Regions from separate parts of the Gossypium arboreum genome. Here region 2 is linked to region 1. Evidence: chromatin contacts called from public Hi-C data. All regions are on one chromosome and are shown on one strand. Each heading gives the region's core, a stretch centred on a gene start, on an enhancer-like site or on the middle of the called end of the contact. The rest is flanking DNA. Distances are from core to core; before and after follow the strand shown. Region 1 overlaps LOC108457654 (respiratory burst oxidase homolog protein C-like). Region 2 holds the start of LOC108459597 (ribonuclease TUDOR 1-like).

Region 1 (2,809 bases), core at 136-2,635:
CAATCAATAATTCAATGGTTTATTACCACATAAGGACCTCTCAATTAAACAGCCATAGCAAATAGGTACTTTTAACGTATGGAACCTCACTTTTGCATTTTACGCTATTAGGTCCTTTTATCAAATTGAGCACACAAACGATTAAATTTTCATACAAAACTTTCACACATACTTAACCACATACAGTAAACATAGAAAATAATATTTAAATATTTTTCTGACTCGAATTTGTGGTCCCAAAACTACTATTTCGACTAGGGTCTAAACCGGGCTGTTACATAGGGTCCGGTGTCGCTTGACAGCGTCCCTCCACCTGGGCATTGCCTGACAGCATCCCTCTACCTGGGCGGTGCCTAACAAGTCTCCTCCACCCCTCCAACCCAATTCAGACTTGTATTTTACCCGTATTATGATAGGTAATATTGGTACTGCCATATAGGTTGGCACCACCAACAAAAAATGATTTTTTTTAAACCTTATTATGGTCTCATAATGGCCTGATGATTGTAGGAAAAAGAAAGTGGTGGTGCCAACTCGTAAAGCACCACCCATGGTAACTATTACGAACATACTACGTTAGTAAATAATCTCATATACATATCATCTCAGATAAAAAAAAAATTGCATTATTAAGGTAAAAAAGTCCAGTAGCAAAAGAAAAGCTAAGAGGGTAGCGTATGTTATGCTTGTGCAAGCGCTTAAACTTATAGGATTAGAGCCTATAGAAGACACCGTGCCTTGTCCTAACTTATTTGGGTCAAATTGTCTTTTTATATTTAAACTCATTAGGGTCGGCCTAGTCTTTGTTGAGCAATAGTGTATTTGAGCTAAGCCCATTCTTTTTGGTCCACCAGAAATCCCAATCAATAAGCCAGTATGGTGGTCCAACTTTTTATTGATATTTTTGATAGATAATAGAAACATGTTATAGGTGGTCATGAAAAGTGGGCCAAAGAACTTTATACAACCAAGACAGAAGTGGGATCAAAGGTGTGCACAAGTTTCCCAAAGTGAGCTTTAGCTTAGACTGTCATTTTATTATTTAACTTCATCTCCTTATTAAAAATTCTCCTTATGGAAATCAAACTTGGTGGAGGTCTTGTGAGAGAAATCTGAAGCTAGCTGGCGTAGCACCTTGGTCAGCGCCGGTGCCCCACAATAAAACACACCTGCCAATACCATTTTCCCAACTATTTAATATTAAAACCATCCGTATTGTGTTTAAAAATGGTTAGTTCAGCGTAGTAGTACGTACCAACTCGAGCGTTGTTGTGATTAACAGCAATGTGTTTGTAGACACTGCGCCAATTTGGCTTGGCGAAATGCGATTTTACACGTGTACCAGAGACGACATCGACACCGTTTTTAGCATGGTTGAGAGACTGGAGCATGGTGATGAGCGCAGAGCGAGCATCACCTTCTTCGTAAACACTGGTGCAATAGTTATGGAGCTCAATGACATGATCATGGTCCATTTCAGCTACTTCATTCATGATGCCCTTGAACCAATCAAAAGAGCCTTGTTCCCTTGTTACCCAATAAAAGTAAGCCCTCTTTGTCTTGAAGTTTTCTCTTCTTTTTGGATTTGGTGGAGATGGAGAACTCGTTTTGTTATTTATGGTAGCCCCATTTTCCAGGGCACTGCTCAGTTCTTCATCTTCATCCTCCGCCATGGATCTGATGTTGTGTACAATGTCTTTGACAATGCTGATCATGGGGGTTGCTCCAATCCCCAAACCCACTAACAAAACCACTTCATATTTCTTGTAGTCCTGTGCTGGTGCTCCATATGGCCCATCGATTAGCACTCTTGGGAATCTGTACATTTCAGTCATCAATCAAACATATTCAGCAATCTATTGCTTTTGAAAAGCATCCTTTGTGACATGGCAAAGCAGAATAATTTTTTAGTGGCAGAACGAAATTTTAAATTTTTTATATAGTTTATATATTTATAATTTTTAAAAGATTAAATCAAATTTTTATAATTTTAGGAAGATTAAAGTGTAATTTTACTTTTATTAATTTAAAATTTTAAAAAATTAAAGGATTTAAATGACAATTTTTCATTTTAGAGGGGCCGAGCCCATGCCAGCCCCCCCTAGAATCGCCTCTGCTTTGTCATACATTAATTGAGGCATAATCTTTTATATAGGTTGCTCATAAAGTTTAATCAATCATATAAAAACTAAACATTTACAAAATTATTTAAATGAATGCCAAACTTTTAAAATGATCAAATAAGGGTTAAATTTGTTTAAAGTGCTCTACTAAAACCTTTCAAATGTAGCATATTTATAATTTTACTTAATATATGATTCAACTGACACCTATTTTATTCTAAACAAGTTGACATTTACTTAATTTTATTACAATTATTAAGTTAGAGTACTTGAAAATCTTTTATTTAAATATTTTTCTAAAAATTAAACTTTATATAATCATTTTAAAAATTTTAATTTTATGTAATCCCTAAAATGTTAAACCCCAATAATTTGAGCTACAGTGGTTATGAAAAAAAGTAATGTACAGCTAAAGATGAAAATGACTATATATATATATATATATATTTCTGTTGTTAGGGACATCCACTTTCCATCAAAGGAGGTTTGTGACTGCCACTAGCTAACAAGGTGAAATATCCAAATTTTCTTCATTGGCATGTAGCATGAGTCAAAGGTTTTGAAATTAGTGTTTTGGTTGCTAACTTTCAACAACTTGATGCTATTGTTTTTGTGATATGGAGGTGATTTGTAAGCTAAGTGAGATAGGCAGGCAGGAATAAAATATGGCCCCGTATTTCAAGGAG
Region 2 (3,215 bases), core at 419-2,918, 55 kb before region 1:
TTACAAACCGGTTATCTGTAATAGATACTAGCTTATTAGTTTAAAAATCATCATATTCATATAATGAATAAAAAAAAAACAAATTTTCTTTACCTAAATCTCGAGGTTTTTTGTATTACAAACAATACTTCAAACTCAAAACTAATTTACTTTTTTTTTTCTACCTCGGCTTGATTTTATAGATTTTAATATAATTTAAATTTTTATTTTTATTTTCTATTCTAGGCAAGAGAATCTGGTCCATTTTGTCAAATTAGTCTATCAAATCTCGGGTTCAGTGGGCCCGAAATGCCCTGAAAATTGATCTGTTGGAATTGATTCCCCATTTCTAGTCTGATCGGATTTGACCACGTCCTGGTCTGATTTGACCGGTTCTGTTCATGATTTCCAACACTTTAAAAATCGTTTTTTTATAAAAATGACTCAAAACTTTTGATTTTTTACGAAAATAGCTCACTTTAAAAATTATTTACGTAAATGACCTGTTTTGAACATTAAACGTCAGTGACCTCATTGCCTTTGGCATCACCACCTCCATTTTTAAAAAAAATAATAATTATTTTGGGTGCAGTCGTTGCCAATGGCGGCATTAGACTGAAGTATAGTTATATAAAACATTCAGAGACTGATGAAATAATTATCCTTTAAGATAGAATGAAAAAATGGTGGTGCCATTCCTCTAGCCGCACCAATGAAATGCTTTTAAATTTTGATCTATTTGCATATTAAATTTATTCATTTATTTGCATATTAGATTTGTTCCTTATGAAATTTTAAATTGTCCTTAAAATATATAAAAATAAAAATAAACTCTTTTAAATTTTTTTAAAATAAACTTATAAAATATAAATTTTTATTTAAATTACCCAAATATATCCCTCAAGAATTTTCCTCAAAGTAAAATACTCTTATTTAAAACTTGAGGAAAATTTTTAGAGATATACTTGAGTAATTTAAATAAGGACTTTATATAGTTTTTTAAGTTTATTGTATTTTAAAAATAATACAATTTGAAAATAGTTTATTTTTGTTATGCTTATATTTTAAGGACTACTTAAATTTAATTTCAAAAGCAGACAAACTTAATATGCAAATAGACCAAAATTTAAAAATATTTAATTAGTGCGATATTTTTTCATCCAATCTAAAAGGATAATCGCTTTATCAGGTTCTTAAACATTTTATATAATTATACTTTAATATGATGCTACTAATGGCAACGACGGCACCTAAAAATTTTTTTCAAAAAAAATTGGAGGTGGTGGCACCAATGAAAATGACATCAGCGATGTTTATTGTTCAAAACGGGTCATCTATGTACATAATTTTTAAAGTGGATTATTTTAAAAAATAATAAAAAGTTTTGGGTATTTTTATAAAAAGTCGAAAATCCGGTTCAGTTGGCCTGAAAAAGTCGGCCCGAGGTGACCCCTCCCTGCTGACGTGAGTTGATGGGCTTGACATCACTTGTTTCCGAGTAAGTTCATAAAATTGCTATGGTTTTAAATACAGCTGACAGATGCCAGTGGCGGTGCCAAATTCAAAACATGTTGTATTTTGGGTAATATGACTGTTTTATTGGGCAAAAGAGCAAGGCATGAAACATTAAAATAGGAAATGTATATCACATATGTCAACTTTAGAAAATGACAAAATTAGATATTGTACTTTGATGTTATTTTTCCAAAAATATTGGAGGAGGGTATTTTTAATCCCCATTTCTATATTGCACCCGCGCCAGCCTCTCCTCTCAACATCTCACCTCCTTTGTGTTTTCACACAGAAATATAAAACCAAGTCTCACTCTTCATTTTCTGATAGATCCAATAAGGCTTCAATTTTCCTCAACCTGCACCCATAATTATCCATATTTTCTTTTTGGTATTACATATTTTTCGTTTGCATTTCTATAATCTGATTCTACACCCAAGCGCAAACTTATGATCAATTTTATCTCTTCATTTTTGTTTTCTAGCTGTTGTTTGATTTGATCAAAGGGCGTTTTAAACTATTTCTGTTATCAATATTTCAATTGTTGGTTGTTTTGAAGTTGCAATGAATTCGGATCTGGGTTCTTTTTGTTTTAAAAAAAATTGAATTTTGTTATTTAGAATGCTAATAACGTTTTTGGTTGTTGATTGAGATAATGATGTTGAAGTGAAGTGTTTCGTTATTTTTTATGGTAGATCTTTAGCTATTGAGAATGGCGGCATCAACTGGTGGGGGCACGGGATGGTACAAAGGGAAAGTCAAAGCAGTTCAATCGGGTGATTGCTTGGTAGTAATGGCCTTGTCCAGTAACAGGCCTGGACCACCACCTGAGAAAACCATTACTTTGGCATCTCTCATTTCTCCTAAACTGGTAAACCTCAATTGGATATGCTTTTCCTTTTGACTTTGATGCTATTGAGTTTAATGATTTACTTGTTTGGATAATGATTTTGTTGAATGACAGTCACTTCTAAACTATAAATTAAATTGGTGAGTTTGTATAGCTGCAATGGCCTAAGAAAAGCGAATCCGGTTCATGTTCTTCCCATTGAAGCTTTTTGTTTCTTTCGTCTTATCTTATTAATAGGCCCGCAGAGGGGGTGTTGATGAGCCATTTGCTTGGAATAGCAGAGAATATTTGAGGAAGCTCTGCATAGGAAAGGTGCTTCGACTTTTGAATTTTTCTGGTTGTTGTTGTTGTCGTCATCATAGAGGACATTGGCTGTTTAGAATAAGAGTGACCTAAATCAATCTATTCTTCACTTAGGAAGTTATTTTCAGAGTTGAATATTCAGTACCAAGCATTGCCCGGGAGTTTGGCTCTGTTTATCTTGGTGACAAAAATGTTGCAATGTTGGTTGTCTCTGAAGGCTGGGCAAAGGTAATTTTCTTTTCAGTATGTTATAATACATGAGAAAGGTTATTCTAGTTTTCAACTGAGCCAGGTTTGTACAGGTTAGGGGGCAGGGGCAGCAGAAAGGGGAAGTTAGTCCATATGTTGCTGAATTGTTACATCTTGAAGAACAAGCCAAACAACAAGGTCTGGGCCAATGGAGCAAGGTTATCTCTTCAGTCCACCACTGAATGTCTTAGTGATTTAGCAAAGAGTAGTTTCTAAGTGATCATAATAATTGTGGGTTGTAGGTACCTGGTGCTGCAGAGGCTTCTATCCGTAATTTGCCGCCATCTGCCGTTGGTGATCCTAGTAACTTAGATGCCATGGG

Evidence for each region. Hi-C and Micro-C count contacts between places; a contact is called where the count stands out from the background.
Region 2: a Hi-C map of leaf shows a contact between it and region 1, with 3 times the contacts expected there. The contact joins the promoter of LOC108459597 here to the enhancer-like site in region 1. A contact is called at or near these places in 2 of 5 Hi-C or Micro-C datasets (both in leaf).

What each region holds. Positions count from the first base shown.
Region 1 is chr1:12,684,962-12,687,770 of ASM2569848v2, reverse strand. LOC108457654 (respiratory burst oxidase homolog protein C-like) reads right to left here. Exons shown (of 12, transcript XM_017756713.2): 11 at 1,256-1,818; 12 at 837-1,169. The coding sequence ends at 1,060. Among protein-coding and RNA genes, the nearest start is that of LOC108457654, 6.7 kb to the right of the region's middle. Within about 2 kb of position 1,385, at least 2 of the 2 cell types and tissues checked have an H3K27ac peak or open chromatin away from gene starts, as enhancers often do. A contact at or near this core is called in leaf, where this site is marked.
Region 2 is chr1:12,739,444-12,742,658 of ASM2569848v2, reverse strand. LOC108459597 (ribonuclease TUDOR 1-like) reads left to right here and starts at 1,668. Exons shown (of 17, transcript XM_017759000.2): 1 at 1,668-1,881; 2 at 2,187-2,362; 3 at 2,579-2,653; 4 at 2,759-2,872; 5 at 2,947-3,051; 6 at 3,136-3,215. The coding sequence starts at 2,204.